Regions from separate parts of the Zea mays genome. Here all the other regions are linked to region 1. The links are chromatin contacts, called in public Hi-C maps. All regions are on one chromosome and are shown on one strand. The core of a region is the stretch at or near the end of the contact, and the rest is flanking DNA. Distances in the headings are between cores, read along the strand shown. Region 1 holds the start of LOC103641278 (mitogen-activated protein kinase 2). Region 2 holds the start of LOC100282755 (prefoldin subunit 2). Region 3 has its middle 19 kb from the start of LOC111590371.

Region 1 (4,989 bases), core at 696-3,195:
GAAGACATGTTGGAGAATTCAAGAATGTCCAACTCATTTCTTAGCTTGAAAAATCTTGCTTAATCAAGTGGCTTGATGAATATATCCGCTAGTTGATCATCGGTTTCCAAACTCTCAAATCTCAATCTTGATATCCCTCTTTGTTTAGTGATCTCTTAAGAAGTGATGGTTACCATCAATGTGCTTGGTTCTAGAATGTTGAACTAGATTGTTGGCTATATTGATGCCACTCTTATTATCACATAACAATGACACTCAATCAAATTTGTTGCTATAGCATGAAAAAGTTGCTCTCATCCATACCAATTATACACAAGAACTACCTGCACATATGTACTCCACCTTGTTCATTAATAAATGCAACCAAAATTTGCTTATTTGAGGACCAATACACAAGTGATCTTCCAAATAAATGACATGTGTATGAAGTACACTTCCTAACAATCTTGCACCCCGCATAGTCTGAATCAGAGTAACCAACTAGCTCAAATTGTGTTCCTCTAAGGTACCACAACCCAACATTGGGTATATGCTTGAAATACCTCAAAATTCCCTTAAGTGAGGTCAAGTGACATTCTTAGGTGATGTTTTTTAAACCTAGCATACATGCATACAATAAACATGATACTCGATCTTGATGCAATCAAATAGAGATTAGATATAGTCCTAACTGGTTTATTATCCTGCTCGGGTTCCAATCTCACATGATATATGTTCATACAAGTTAGAATAGTGTATGTTCCACAATATAGGCACGATATAAATTTCGATGTAACATGTGGGCATGTTTGTTGTTAGAAGAAAACAAATTAGGAGAAGACTTCTAGGTTAACCATCCTAGATTACTGTCACTAGTACACAGAAGCTCTATAATGACGGTCCTAAAGCTATTTGCACTGGCGTTTTTCGGTGCCACCAATGCTAGGGGCCAGTGAAAATACGCGGTTATTTTGGAACCGCCAGTATTTCCACTGGCGGTTGGTTAAGATCCCCATGGCATGCGGTATATATGTCCTCAAGTTGCTATATCACAAACCACACAGCTGATTAGACATGAGCAAATAATTATGGGCATATTTGGCAGAGCTCTACTTCTAGGTTCTCTAGCCCTGCTTCTTGATCTTGAATAGAGTGATTTTACTTGATTATGACGGAGGAGCATGTAAGAGCATATATATAGCTACCAAAGTTGGTTCTCTGCTTGGATGCAGCAAGAGCTTTGCCAACCAGTTTTTCAGAGAGAAGTAATTAATTCTATCTGTTTCTCTGAAATGAACTAAAGACTAGAAGCTTATTCTGATTGTGTAGACCGATTCTCAACCGTGATTTTGAAATTTTATGCTAAAGAATCAAAGAGAATTGCTTTAAGCCATAGAATAACATGTATAGTAGCAGAATTAGCTTCCATAGACAATTTTAAAATCTGAATGAGATAGGGCTCGCTTATTAGTTGTTTTGCAAGGGAGAGAGGAGTAGCAGAGAATCACTTGTAGACAGCGCACTGCCAAACAAACCAATCTATAGCTTATTCATCGCTAGCTGCAAATAAAAGGCAAGCGGCAAGAGCTAGCACCAAGGGCAAGCAAGGGAAACCATCCATGCATCATGCGCCGCGCGAACACGTAAGAGATGGATCAATCAATCGATAAATGCATGGCTGGCTGAGGAGGAGAGGGGAATTAATGGTCTGGAAGAGGTCGGCCGCCGGGGCCCGGGGGGAGCATCGTCGTCCCTGCATGCATCCATCAACCTGTGTCGTGTGCAGCAGTGCAGTGCAGGCAGCTAGGCCAGCCACACCGCCCACAGGACAGGAGCCATGCCAGGTCTCTCCCACACCACACGGCAGGACAGGAGTGGGCGACGACGGACGGACGGACGGAGCAACAGCAACAGGAACCCAACTCCTTCCTTTGGGCGTCACGGGAGTTCGACTTCCGGCGGAGAAAAGGCTCCCCGCCTTTTCCACTTTCCCCAACGCTCCCCTTATCTCCTCCTTCCTGGCGTCCGCGCAACCAACCACGCGCGCGCGCGCTCCGCTAGCCAGCCAGCTCGTTCTCTCTATCTCTATCTATCTATCTGTCTGTCTGTCTCAGCTAGAGCTCGAGGCAGCATCATCAGAGCTTGCTTGCTCGCATGCTAGCTTGCCGTCGTCCTGCGTTGGTCCTTGCTGGGTCGTCTTGTGTTCATTTCTCATCGTCGGAGAGAAGAGGGAGTATAGCTAGCTAGCTAGCTAGGAGGGGAGGTGCGTGGTGGTCCGTATATATACATGCGCATGGAGGGGGCCGGAGGAGGCGCAGGCGGAGGCGGCGCCGGCGCTGGAGGGTGCCTGGGTATGGGCCACGGCGGGGAGGCGCAGATCAAGGGCACGCACACGCACGGCGGCCGCTACGTGCAGTACAACGTGTACGGAAACCTCCTGGAGGTCTCCGCCAAGTACGTCCCGCCCATCCGCCCCGTCGGCCGCGGCGCCTGCGGCATCATCTGGTGCGTACGTCGTCCTCCCTCATCGATCGCCTTCTCGTTTGTTCGTTCGGGCTTCACTACTAGTACGTACCGGATCTTTTGTGCATGCATGCAGTGCTGCTGTGAACGCGCAGACTCGCGAGGAGGTCGCCATCAAGAAGATCGGCAACGCGTTTGACAACCAGATCGACGCCAAGCGCACTCTCCGAGAAATCAAGCTGCTTAGGCACATGAATCATGAAAATGTGAGTAGCCATGTATATGTATATATTTCTCTACCTTGTGATGAACATATATATTTATATATATACTCCACGCTACAGGACTTTTTTTTGTCATTGTATGTATTTATTAGCTATATATACATGTATGTATAGTTCATTAGCTATATACATAATACATCCGTGCATATATGTAACAGAGCAACAAATTCTTTTTCCCTGCAGGTCATTTCAATAAAGGACATCATACGCCCGCCCAGGAGGGAGAACTTCAACGACGTCTACATCGTCTACGAGCTGATGGACACTGACCTTCACCACCTCCTACGGTCAAACCAGCAACTAACCGACGACCACTGCCAGGTCGTCGATCCAAATCCAACGCTGTTGCTGTGCCGTCCTCTGTTCTCTGTTCCTAACCCTTTTTTTTTCTTTCTTCTTTTACGACGACCGGCCGGTGCAGTACTTCGTGTACCAGCTGCTCCGCGGGCTCAAGTACGTGCACTCGGCGAACGTCCTGCACAGGGACCTGAGGCCGAGCAACATGCTGCTGAACGCCAAGTGCGACCTGAAGATCGGGGACTTCGGGCTGGCGAGGACCACGACGGAGACCGACTTCATGATGGAGTACGTCGTCACGCGGTGGTACAGGGCGCCTGAGCTCCTGCTCAACTGCTCCGAGTACACCCAGGCCATCGACATGTGGTCCGTGGGCTGCATCTTCGGCGAGATGGTCACCAGAGAGCCCCTGTTTCCTGGCAAGGATTATGTCCACCAGCTGAGGCTGATAACCGAGGTATATATATATATATATATATAGTTGGTGAAGAGAGTTGCATTGGTTTTTTCTCAAGCTAGCTAGCTAACACATATGAAGAGAGTCTTGTTTGTTCTTTAATTAATTACTTACAACTTCTTCCTCTTCCTTCTTTATATATGTTGATCTAAATAAAAGCTGGTAGGCTCACCTGACGACACCAGCCTCGGGTTCCTCCGGAGCGACCACGCCCGCAGATACGTGAGGTCCCTGCCTCAGCATCCCAAGCAACAGTTCCGCGTGCGGTTCCCCACCATGTCTAGCGGCGCCATGGACTTGCTTGAGAGGATGCTCGTGTTCGATCCCAGCAAGAGGATTACTGGTAAATCGATCTTGCATGAACATGATGCATTGATATATCATATATATAGAATGTGCATTGATATCAATCAAATATACTACTAACCTTGTTGTTGCTTTTCCTTCCGTGGAATCATATCGCAGTTGATGAGGCTCTGTGCCACCCATACCTGGCGTCCCTTCACGAGGTAAACGACGAGCCCATCTGTCCGGCGCCTTTCAGCTTCGACTTCGAGCAGCCATCGCTCACCGAAGAAGCTATAAAGGAGCTCATCTGGAAGGAGTCTCTCAAGTTCAACCCTGACCCGATCCACTAAATATAATAGCTCCCTCCCAGCTGTGTACACACGAGCAAACTAGGACGGCATGTCTATCAGCTAGCTCCATGGGGGGCGAAAGGCATATATAGCAGGATGACTGTACAAGTGACCACCCCTCATCATCATCACCTTCATCTCATTCGCATGGCTTGTCAATGGTGCGACACCCTAACGTCCAAGTCTGGTCAATAATTTGTAGTGGAGAAAACTGGCAGCGCCTTGTTAGGTTGTGTCTATCTTCCTTCGTTTGTATGCTTAAGAAGCTTGTCACTGCCTGTGAACCATGGTACTACTGCAGTTGTCCACACACTACAGACAGCAGCTCACCACGTCACCTTACCCGAATTTGTTCCAGCAATTGGCACCGTTCCCCTGGGCATTACGCAAACATTGCCCATACAACAGCATAACGTTCTTCAAACCACAGGCGCATGACAACAAGCTAGGTCACACACCAAAACTATTTTTTAATAGCACCAACAACATGCGTAGCAACACGTTTGTTTTAAGGGCACTGGCATCAAGCTTTAATAGACACATGAATTGAACAGGTAATCACAAATTGACGGGACAAGCAGACACAGATCTAGAGATATGATTCGGACTCTCTTCCCAGCTGGGATGATCCCAATCAGAAACATGTAGAGCAACTGAAAGGTCAATAAGCACTAGCGAGACTGTTGCATTGAAACAATCCTATATTCCAGATGCTAAATCCAGAATGGAAATAGAAGTACATGCAGTATAGATCAGCCAGGACTAAAAAGAATGGAAATTGGAGTTATGTTGTTGGCAGCCTGCCAACTTTGACTATACCATAACTATCAGCAGACAAATTGAACTGCTTAATAAGTTACTCAAGGACATG
Region 2 (4,989 bases), core at 1,367-3,866, 250 kb before region 1:
CGTTTGCTTTGCCTAGATGGTAATGAATCTCCAATTCATAGTCCTTGATCAACTCTAACCATCTTCGTTGCCTCATATTCAGCTCCGACTGAGTGAATATGTACTTCAGACTCTTGTGGTCTGTGTAAACATCACATTTCTGCCCATACAGATAATGCCTCCATGTCTTCAGTGCGTGAACCACTGCTACCAACTCTAGGTCATGGATTGGATAATTCTTCTGATGAACCTTCAGCTGTCGGGACGAGTAAGCCACAACTCTTCCCTCCTGCATCAACACGCATCCCAAACCAGTGTAACAAGCATCGCAATACACTGAGAAGGGCTTGTGCACATCAGGTAAGAATAAGACAGGCGCTGTAGTCAACTTCTCTTTCAGCGCTTCAAAGGCTTCTTGGCATTTCTGGGTCCACTTGAACTCAACTTTGTTGCCTAGCAAAGCTGTCATCGGTTTCGCAATCTTCAAAAACCATTCAATGAATCGCCGATAATATCCGGCCATTCCAATAAAGCTCTTGATTCCTCGAGCATCTGTTGGCGCTTTCTAGTTTAGAATGTCTACCACTTTCTTCGGATCCACAACCAATCCTTCTTTGTTTATTATGTGACCCAAGAACAGGACTTCATCAATCCAGAACTCACACTTGCTCAACTTTGCATACAGCTGGTGCTCTCGCAATCTCTGCAAAACCATCCTCAAATGATCTGCATGCTCTGCTTCACTTTGAGAATATATCAGAATATCATCAATAAATACCACCACAAATTTGTCAAGATAATCCATAAATACACTGTTCATCAGATTCATGAAGAAGGCTGGTGCATTTATTAGACCAAAAGACATCATAGTGAACTCATACAACCCATACTTGGTAATGAATGTCGTCTTCGGAATGTCTAAGGGTCGAATCCTGAGCTGATGATAACCTGACCTTAGATCTATCTTTGAGAACACGTTGGATCCTCTCAACTGGTGAACTCATATAAATGAATGTGTTGCTCCAGTATCAAATAACACTTCTGCAATATGGGAGCGAAACGGGAAAAGAAAAGAGAGTAACGCCTGAATTTGGTGAGTAAAAAGAAGAAAAAATTCTACCCCCAAATTCATGGCGTTACAGTCGGCTTGTGTCTAGATGGCATACGTGGGATCCGGACCCGTTGGTGTAGTCTCTAGATTCCTCTTTCGAGACACGTGGCAGCACCGGACCTACTCCTGAACCTGGAGCAGGTCCTGAGGCCAGCGATCCTAACAAACGAGTCTGGTCCCGTGGGCCTGGCTGCTCAGTTCCTTAGCGTGTGGTTAAAAGGCTAACCACGCAAGTCTCTGTCTTAGACACAGTAGAAGACCCCATTTATGGGGTACCGGCAATATTATTTTTGCTCTAGTAAAATGTTTAGCCTCATAAGATAAGAAATGAACCAGAGACAAAACATTAAGCTCTTTTATTGTAGTTTTTTATTTTTAGTAATTGATATGGTAATCCTAAAATTTTAGAAAAATGGTACGAATATGATATATGATTACTAATTTTTGTATAGAATTATATAAATTTTGGATATTAGTAGAAGACATAATTGAAAAGACAAAACGGGTACCAATTAAATCAGTGTCGAATGATCGTCAACTAAAACTGACTAGGTTGTTATTTGTGTGGTTTTTATTAAACTGACTAGGTTGTTATTTGTGTGGTTTTTATTAATTTGAAGGTGCTAAACAACTGATTTTGAAGATAATGGTGTGAAGTTGACCATTCTCTAAAGGTAAGGGGTTATGTAGGCTTAGAGCATCTCTAAGGGATTCTCTATTTTTGACACTTTATTTGACTCTCTATTTACCTTTGAGAAAGATTAAACTCTATATGTCACAATTTATTGCAATAGACTCTCTAATAGACAGACAAGTTAGTTTGGTTAGCTGGAGTGGCTAGCCAAGTTTAGTTAGCGAGAGAGCTAACTTTGAGCCGGATCGTTTAGCGAGTTGATGATTATTTTGATATTAAACAGCTAAAATTTAGCTTAATGGATCATTTGACTAGTGTGTTGGAGATGCTTTTAATTCTTAAAAATAGCTGTTTTTTAATCAGAAAAATTGGACAACAGTTGAGACGGATAATTCAGGGCACGTACAGTGCACAGACGGCTACCATCTACAAGTTTTTTTGAAAAGTACATGCAGACGGATGAATAGACAGCTCGTACAATCACCTGTCTATTTACATCATGTATATATTATTTATAATTCATTTAAGGCCCTTAATGGTTTCTATATGAGATGAGAAGTTCTGGTGAAAGATGCTCCTGTTCGTACAACGGTAGATGAGGCCGTCGCTTGGCATGTGAGCACGAGACGACGGCAAGCTCCTCTTCCTTCTTTTTATTATAGTCCACGTAAGCAAATTTCTGTGACATGGCATCATACAGACGACTCATTTAAGAGCGCTGTACATGCCCTTAGTCTTTTTTTTCCCTCGTAGAGTATTTACGCAGAAGCATCTCCTGGAGACCTGGACTGATGGAAAAAAAGGCCCCATGGCCCATCCAGGCCTGCCTCAGGCCCAGGCAATTTTTTTTTATTGCCCAGTCTAGTGCCTACCTGCCTTCTCTAGTTCTCTCCCCTACACGCCGCGTGCGCGCGCCGTGCTCTCTCTCGCTCGTGGGGACAGCTGCGCGACCGCCGCCGCCCTACGCCAGGCGCCCAGGTCTTCGGCAGTACCTTCGCCGGCGACGAACTAGCACCCACAGGTATGTTCACCCCTTCTCCCCCTTACTTCTGTGAGAAACCGAGCTTCGTAACCCTAACTTGACCCATTTGTCTACTATCTGTATGTGTACTCGGATCTGTTTCTGATCTACTAATTTACAAGTGTTATGCCTACCAACTTCGGGAATTTGCGTCTGGGTCACTATTTGCTGAATAAAACCCTGTGATGAATGTATGTCCTGTATTAGCTTTTGACATCTCCCACTTACATCCAGAAATAATAGTGCCGCTTTGAGGTGATGCTAGTGCTTGTGTCCGGGAGGAATCACTGTTTTTATTATTTCTTGGATTATCGATCATGTGCCAGTAAAGTTGCGTCATTAGTAACGGAGAATGGTGCCAGTAGATGTTAGGCTGATGAATTGCTCTGCTATGCAAGTTTTCTCTCTTTCTTGGCCAGTTTGTGTTATGCGGTAGTATTTTTATTTTTATTATTGGTTTCTGGGCTACGTGAATAGGATTTGCTATGCTCATTAAATGTTTATGCCAGTTAACTATCCTTTTCGATATGTTATTACTCTTCCTCCATTCCCGTTACAGCAGGGAGCATGAAGCCTGTGTTTGAATGCTTATTATACCGTTATGGTCATAAAACGGTTAGCAGCTAGGATCTGCATCGCTTTCTTATAACAAATTCCTCCTTACATCTCGAGCAAGCTGTAAATCTACTTAGTTTTTTTTTTCTTTTTGCGAGGACAAATTTACTGACTTAATAGGCAAGACTGTTATTTAGTTGTGCACAGCCCAATACTGCCTGCAAAAACTGAGGCAAATTCTGGTAGTATGATTTACGAGAGGCAGGCAACCAAGTTTACTCAAATAGTTGATGAGGTGATTACAAAGTGCTGAACATTACTTTTCGCAGCATAGCATATAAAATATTTTCCCCATTTGCTCATATTTCTTAAATTGTAACGCTATTTTTTTTAAAAAAAAAAACTTCCTTATCCTTGGTTACTGCTTGTTTGATTATATTGCTTGCTTGGTGATGTTTATGATAGTTCTCTATTTAGTGCTACGGAAATGTCGATGTGTTTGGCTTTAATTGTTTTATCTTGAACTCTTAGCTTGCAGTCTTGCACCTGTGCTTAAAAGCTGCAATTTTCTTCATGGGCTTTTGCCGTTAGTGATTTTGTTCTCCGGTTATCTGCATCACTAGGAAAATGGCAAGCAGAGCAGGTGGCGATGGCAAGGAAGCCATAAACGAGCAGGTAATCGCCAACACCTACGCCAACATGCGCACCGAAATGAACCAGCTCTACACAAAGATCACGGAGCTGGAGATGGAGGTCAGCGAGCACTCCCTCGTGATGGGCGCGATCGAGCCGCTGGACCCCTCGAGGCGATGCTACAGGATGATCGGCGGCGTCCTAGTGGAGAGGACCATCAGGGAGGTCATGCCTGCCGTGAAGCGCAACAAGGAGGGCCTGGAAGAGGTGATTGCCCGCATGCACGAGGCGCTGGAGAGGAAGAAGAAGGAGATAACCGAGTTTGAGCTCAAGTACAAGATCAGGATCCGGAAGGCTGATAGCGACGCTGAGGATGAAGGCGGCAAGAAGGAAGGCACTGCGCAGGGAGTCCTTGTTGGTCCTGCCGGACAGTAATCTAAGTTGATTAGAGAGACCTGCGTGCTACAAGCTATTTATGCTTGGACCACAGTAAGGTGGTTGTTGCTCCTCTCTGCCAATGTGTGTGTTTAGGGGGTGACGACATGCTTCTGTAGAACCAGCGATTTTGTGTTTAAACTGGAATGGTTTTGACAAGGTGCGATGTGTTTCTGCATTTGTTCTTCAGGTTCAGGTGTTTCGGTTAACCAAATGTATTTCTTGCTTGCTGATAATGATGGCACATCTCTAGTTTCGCAGGGCTGCAGTCTGTGTCTGGAGGCCCCTTTTTATTATCTTTTCAGATAATTCCTCGGAAGTCGTCTTTATGATTATTTGGACTTAACTGGTGCAGAAAATATGCAGTGCTTGGAGGTTGGTGAACTCCTGACAGTTGAGCTGCTATTAATGGTTTTGAGGATTAATTGAGTACTCAACATGTGGAAGATAGTGTGGTGCTCTAGTTTAGTTTGTCATTGGCCATACCTTCCAGTTTCAGCGGAAGCATATAAACGGCCGGAATAATACAAATGAATGTTTCAGCTGTCCCGTCACTCTGCGATTCTGTAGATTGGAGTTGAAGTATGAATTTGAAAAGAAAAGAAAAAAGGAGTTCAAGAA
Region 3 (4,989 bases), core at 1,823-4,322, 240 kb after region 1:
ATTCATATAATTTGTATAATTCATAGAAAATGCATATGAACTCCAAATCGATCCATTCCAGTTCCTAAATTTTTGTAATAATATTGTCTACCCATTAGTGCCTCTGTTCTGACATGACAAACACATTAAAATTATTCTTTCACTTAATCTTGTATTAAGCACATAAAACATTAGAAAATCCATAACTTAAAACCTATAATTCCAAATTTAATGATTCTAGTTCCTATGATCTTATTTTAATGTCTAGTTTATTACTGTGTATTTCATTTATATGTTTGGTGTAATGTTAATTTATGCTATGCTATGTATGTATTGTGTTGATGCGAGTAGACGAGCAAGCCACTGTGGAATTTGAGGTTCAACAAGTAGAAGTAGCTGAGCAGGAGCTCATTGAAGGCAAGTTGTGCCCTTGATCACTTCTTTTTACCCACTCATGTTCTAATTAATCATAATGATCTGCATAGGTTAATTTTGATGGGTCCCAATAGGATACCCTAGTTTGTCTATCTTTATACCTTGTTTACCACTGAACTTTCCGGGTAGTACTTGCTAGTGCTATATGTGGTTTTGGGTATGGAGATACCTTTTATTCATGATTATATCTTTGTTATCAGTTGTTATTTACTATTCATGACAAGATCATTATGTTAATTGGAACATGGAGAACCACCCGGGAAAACAGTGCTACCACAAGGGTTTATGGGACGCCCTTGGCTGATTAACTAGGAAAGCTAGTGGAGGGCTACCTTACCCGAAAGGGGCAAGGGCAGTAGGGGAGTGGTCAGTGTAGGGAGGTCCTTGGTTGATTTTGCTGCGATGGCGGTCAGGCAAGAACCCTGCACTGGAGCTTCCTATAAACTGTAGCGGGTAGTCTGAAGCTAGTGGAACTTTGTAAAGGCCTCGTAGTGGTACCCTGCCTCGCTTCCTTGGTAGAGGAGTATGGAGTCTGATCAACTCTGTGGCAAATGGGTAACACGACTTGTGGGTAAAGATGCGCAACCTCTGCAGAGTGTAAAACTGGTATACTAGCCGTGCTCGGACACTCACATGATTAAATTATGGAACTTAAACTCAATTTGTCATATGCATTGCATCGCAGGTGAGGTTGTTACTTTTGTTCTACTAATTAATTGGGTTGGTATTTACTTATACTTAGTAATTGCTAATAAAATTTTGACCAACTTTAAAAGCAATGCTCAGCTCTAACCATCCTCTTTGGTAAGCCTTACACTTCACGTGAGCTCCCACCTTTGGCGAGTTCATGCACATTATTCCCCACAACTTGTTGAGCGATGAACGTATGTGAGCTCACTCTTGCTGTCTCACACCCCCCCACAGGTCAAGAACAGGTACCACAGGATGAGGCGCGTGGAGGATGCTGTGGCGAGTTCGTGAGAGGTCTAGGCCGTCGTCTCCCAGTCAACTTTGGGTTGCTGGACCGTTGTCTCCTTATGATGTAAATATTTATTTATTTTGTATAAAACTCCTGTTATGTAGTAAAGATGTGACATTCGATCCTGTGTCATGATTCATCATATGTGTGAGACTTGATCCCAGCACACCTGGTGATTATGTTTTCGCCCGGGTCTTGGTGCCCCGAAATCCGGGTGTGACACTCACCCAGGCCGCGGCTGGAGGTGCGCTGCCCCTGGTAGCGGGGACCAGGAGCTAGCCCGCGCGCGCGTGGGCAACGCCCAGCCGGGCACTGCCGGCCTAGTGCAGCTGCTTTTTGGCCCCACATGTCATCTCTTGCAACCGCCGCCGCTGTAATACACAAAATCTTAGAAATAAAATAGAATTCTTGATTATATGATTTTGTGACTATTTTTTTGCATATCAACAATGTGGGTCCAGTTAAGGCAAAAAAATAATTATCTAAATATATAAATTGTGCACCATGTTGGGTCTTCAAATGTGCAATTGACTTAGATTTAAACTTCAAAACGCAGTTCGAATTTAGAATTAAATTTTAGTAAAGAAATTAAAAATAGAAAAAAAAGAGAGAAAGGAGAGAATTAAACCGGGCTAACCATAAAATGGCTAGATCATTTCACTCGACATGCAAGCATGAGCGTGCATAGAATTTTTTAACCCTTTTCTCATTTCTTTATTCTTTCTATCGGCTGCTTCATCACGATATCCGTGGGCCCCAGCGCTAACAGGTCACAGCGGTTGTTGTGCTCTACGGAGACTATCATGTGGGCCCTATTCTCTAGAATTGTATTCATGCATATAGTTTGTTACGTACGAATCATATCTGGTAACCGTCCATGCATGCGGTTTCTGCGGGGCTCAATGCGATTAGGAGCAGGTTGTTGAGATCCGCGTGGAGCTCGGTCTTCTCCCTCAACTGAACGCGACTTCTACGCCGCGCGCGCTGGAAGCCCCTGGCCGCGTCAACCACTCCAGCCACCGCCGAGTTCTGCGTGCAGCCAGCCCGTCTTACCCCTCGCCCACCTCTATAAACCTGGTCGCAGTTGCATGGGAAAGTTCCTTGCGGCTACCGCGCTTGCCTAACGTTCCCAGCGCACCGAGAGAGGGAGAGCGCCGTGTAGCAGGCATCCGAGGGCGGCTGGTGTCGCGTCTCGGGCTCACAAAGCTGGCGGCGCGCTTCGATAGAGCTTGGGCGGGCGTACCGAGTACACGACGGCTGCGTGGTCGGCTCCTCACCGGGCCGGAGCTCGCTGCGCCGTCATCACCGTCCAGCCGAACGATGGTCTGGGCGACCGCAGGGGAGGGAATCGAGCACTGGGTCTGCGGCTCGCCGCGAAATCCGCGCTCCATCGTCGGCCAGCCTCACCACCATCGACGGTGAGACTCCTCTTCCATGCCGGTGGTGTTGGGTTAATGTACCTACTGTTACTGGGGTCTCGCATACGTATAGAAAGGGGTATAGCAGCATGAGGTAGAAGACACACAGTCACCGTAGGATCTTCATCGAACTAGAAGTAGATCGTTCCATGGTTGATTCTGGACCGTTGATCGTCCAACGCATGGTCCGGATTTGATCTGTGTTTCATTAAACTGTGACCGTTGATCTCGCGAGCCGTCGATTTCTGATCGTGCGGACATCGCCGAATACCGCTTCATATCTAGACAATGGCCATTCAAATATAATCGAGCGGTCCATAATAGACGATACCCCTTTGCCGAGCCAGACTTACAAATGGGACCCTAGACTTTTTAATAACTAACCCGCCGTCCTGTTTTTCACAGCAGTAACCTCGGAAACAAAATTTGAAATTACAGATCAGTCCTCTGAATTTGCAGAGAAGTCCCTCGCGTTTATTTTGGCATTAAAATTAATAATAAATGCAACTCAAACTTGTTTAATTCATAATTCTCATAGTTTAGCTCTGATCTGATTCATTCCAGTTGCATTAGTCTCATATTAATATTCTTTATCATCTAGTAACTCTATTTTGTCATGGAATCCATGATAAAATTACGCGCTTAATTTCTTTTGTACCCCCACACTTAAACCTTCTGAAAACCATAACTTGTCCGATTTAACTCCGATTGTATCCGTTCAAGTCACGTTAGCTTCGTATAAATATTTACTATGCAGTAGCAACATTAATTATACGATATTACGTACTTATATAATTAAGTAACTAATTGGATTAATTAAGGTTTATTGGATTAGCTTTTCTAATATTAATATAGTATGCTCATCTTATGGTTATAAATTGACTAAAAGATGATCTTTAATCAAGTAATGACCTAAATTAAAGTTGAGTTAATTATTCATAGAATATTCTCTCATATGGTGTATACTAATCAATTTATAATATAGTTTAATATTTGAATCACGTAGATCTTCCATAGTTCGTAACCTCACAACGATCTTAGTAGTTCTCGTTTCCACGATCTCGTAGCGACGCGTAGATCATTATTATTCAGTTTGTTCTTATATTTGGTGGGATGTTAATTTTATCTATACCATGTTTGCTTGTATTGCTACGACTAGCGCGAGGACACGTGTCATCTGTAAGGCAAGTTGGTACCTGGAATCTCAAGTGCTAGGCAAGTTGTGCCCTTGACCACTTTTTACCCAATAATGTTCTTTAATGTCACATGTTCATGCATAGGTTTAATTTTGATGGGACCCGATAGGTCACCCTAGATTGTTTATCTCATTACCTTGTTTACCCCTGAATCACTTGGGTAGTTTGCTATTGCTTTACATGGTTTTGGGATAATCATTTATTATATCCATGTTCCAGTTATTTTGTTATTTTATTTATGTTCATGTCAAGACCATTAATGTTAATTGGAACATGGAGCTTAACTTGAGAAACACGTGCCACCACAAGGGTTTATGGACGCCCTTGGCTGATTAATTAGGAAAGCTAGTGGAAGACTACCTTACCCGAAAGGGGCAAGGGCAGTAGGGGAGTTGCATGCAAGGAGGTTCTCGGGTTGATTTTGCTGCGATGGCGGTCAGACGGGGGATTCTTGCAAGTGCGCTTCTCATAAACTGTAGCGGATTTTCGGAAGCTAGTGGAAATTTGTAAAGGCCTCGTAGTGGATCCCTAGCCATTCACCTCGGTAGTGTCTAAGGGTCTAGCTAACCCTGGCGACATGGGATACACGACTTGTGGGTAAAGGGTACAACCTCTGCAAAGTGTAAAACTGGTATACTAGCCGAGCTCACGGTCATGAGCAGCTCAGGACTCTCTGATGATTAACTTATGGAACTAAATTCAATTTGTCATATGCATTGCATCGCAGGTGATGTTGTTACTTTTGTTCTACTACTTAATTGGGTTGGTATTTACTTATACTTAGTAATTGCTAATAAAATTTTGACCAACTTTAAAAGCAATGCTCAGCTCTAACCATCCTCTTTGGTAAGCCTTACACTTCACATGAGCTCCCACCTTTGGCGAGTTCATGCACATTATTTTCCACAACTTGTTGAGCGATGAACGTATGTGAGCTCACTCTTGCTGTCTCACACCCCCCACACAGGTCAAGAACAGGTAC

What was found. Hi-C and Micro-C count contacts between places; a contact is called where the count stands out from the background.
Region 2: a Hi-C map of bundle sheath shows a contact between it and region 1, with 5 times the contacts expected there. The contact joins the promoter of LOC100282755 here to the promoter of LOC103641278 in region 1. A contact is called at or near these places in 12 of 25 Hi-C or Micro-C datasets (bundle sheath, ear, endosperm and 5 more).
Region 3: a Hi-C map of tassel shows a contact between it and region 1, with 2.2 times the contacts expected there. The contact joins the enhancer-like site here to the promoter of LOC103641278 in region 1. A contact is called at or near these places in 2 of 25 Hi-C or Micro-C datasets (ear and tassel).

Annotation. Positions count from the first base shown.
Region 1 is chr10:80,425,928-80,430,916 of Zm-B73-REFERENCE-NAM-5.0, reverse strand. LOC103641278 (mitogen-activated protein kinase 2) reads left to right here and starts at 1,945. Exons shown (of 6, transcript XM_008664632.4): 1 at 1,945-2,484; 2 at 2,579-2,708; 3 at 2,910-3,047; 4 at 3,148-3,480; 5 at 3,640-3,823; 6 at 3,946-4,426. The coding sequence starts at 2,267. The coding sequence ends at 4,118. It also overlaps a transcript of LOC100273854 not described here.
Region 2 is chr10:80,677,443-80,682,431 of Zm-B73-REFERENCE-NAM-5.0, reverse strand. It overlaps LOC100282755 (prefoldin subunit 2), which reads left to right and starts at 2,616. Exons shown (of 2, transcript NM_001155661.2): 1 at 2,616-2,745; 2 at 3,924-4,675. The coding sequence starts at 3,928. The coding sequence ends at 4,368.
Region 3 is chr10:80,189,079-80,194,067 of Zm-B73-REFERENCE-NAM-5.0, reverse strand. No RefSeq gene overlaps it. Among protein-coding and RNA genes, the nearest start is that of LOC111590371, 19 kb to the right of the region's middle. Within about 2 kb of position 3,072, at least 17 of the 20 cell types and tissues checked have an H3K27ac peak or open chromatin away from gene starts, as enhancers often do. A contact at or near this core is called in ear and tassel, where this site is marked.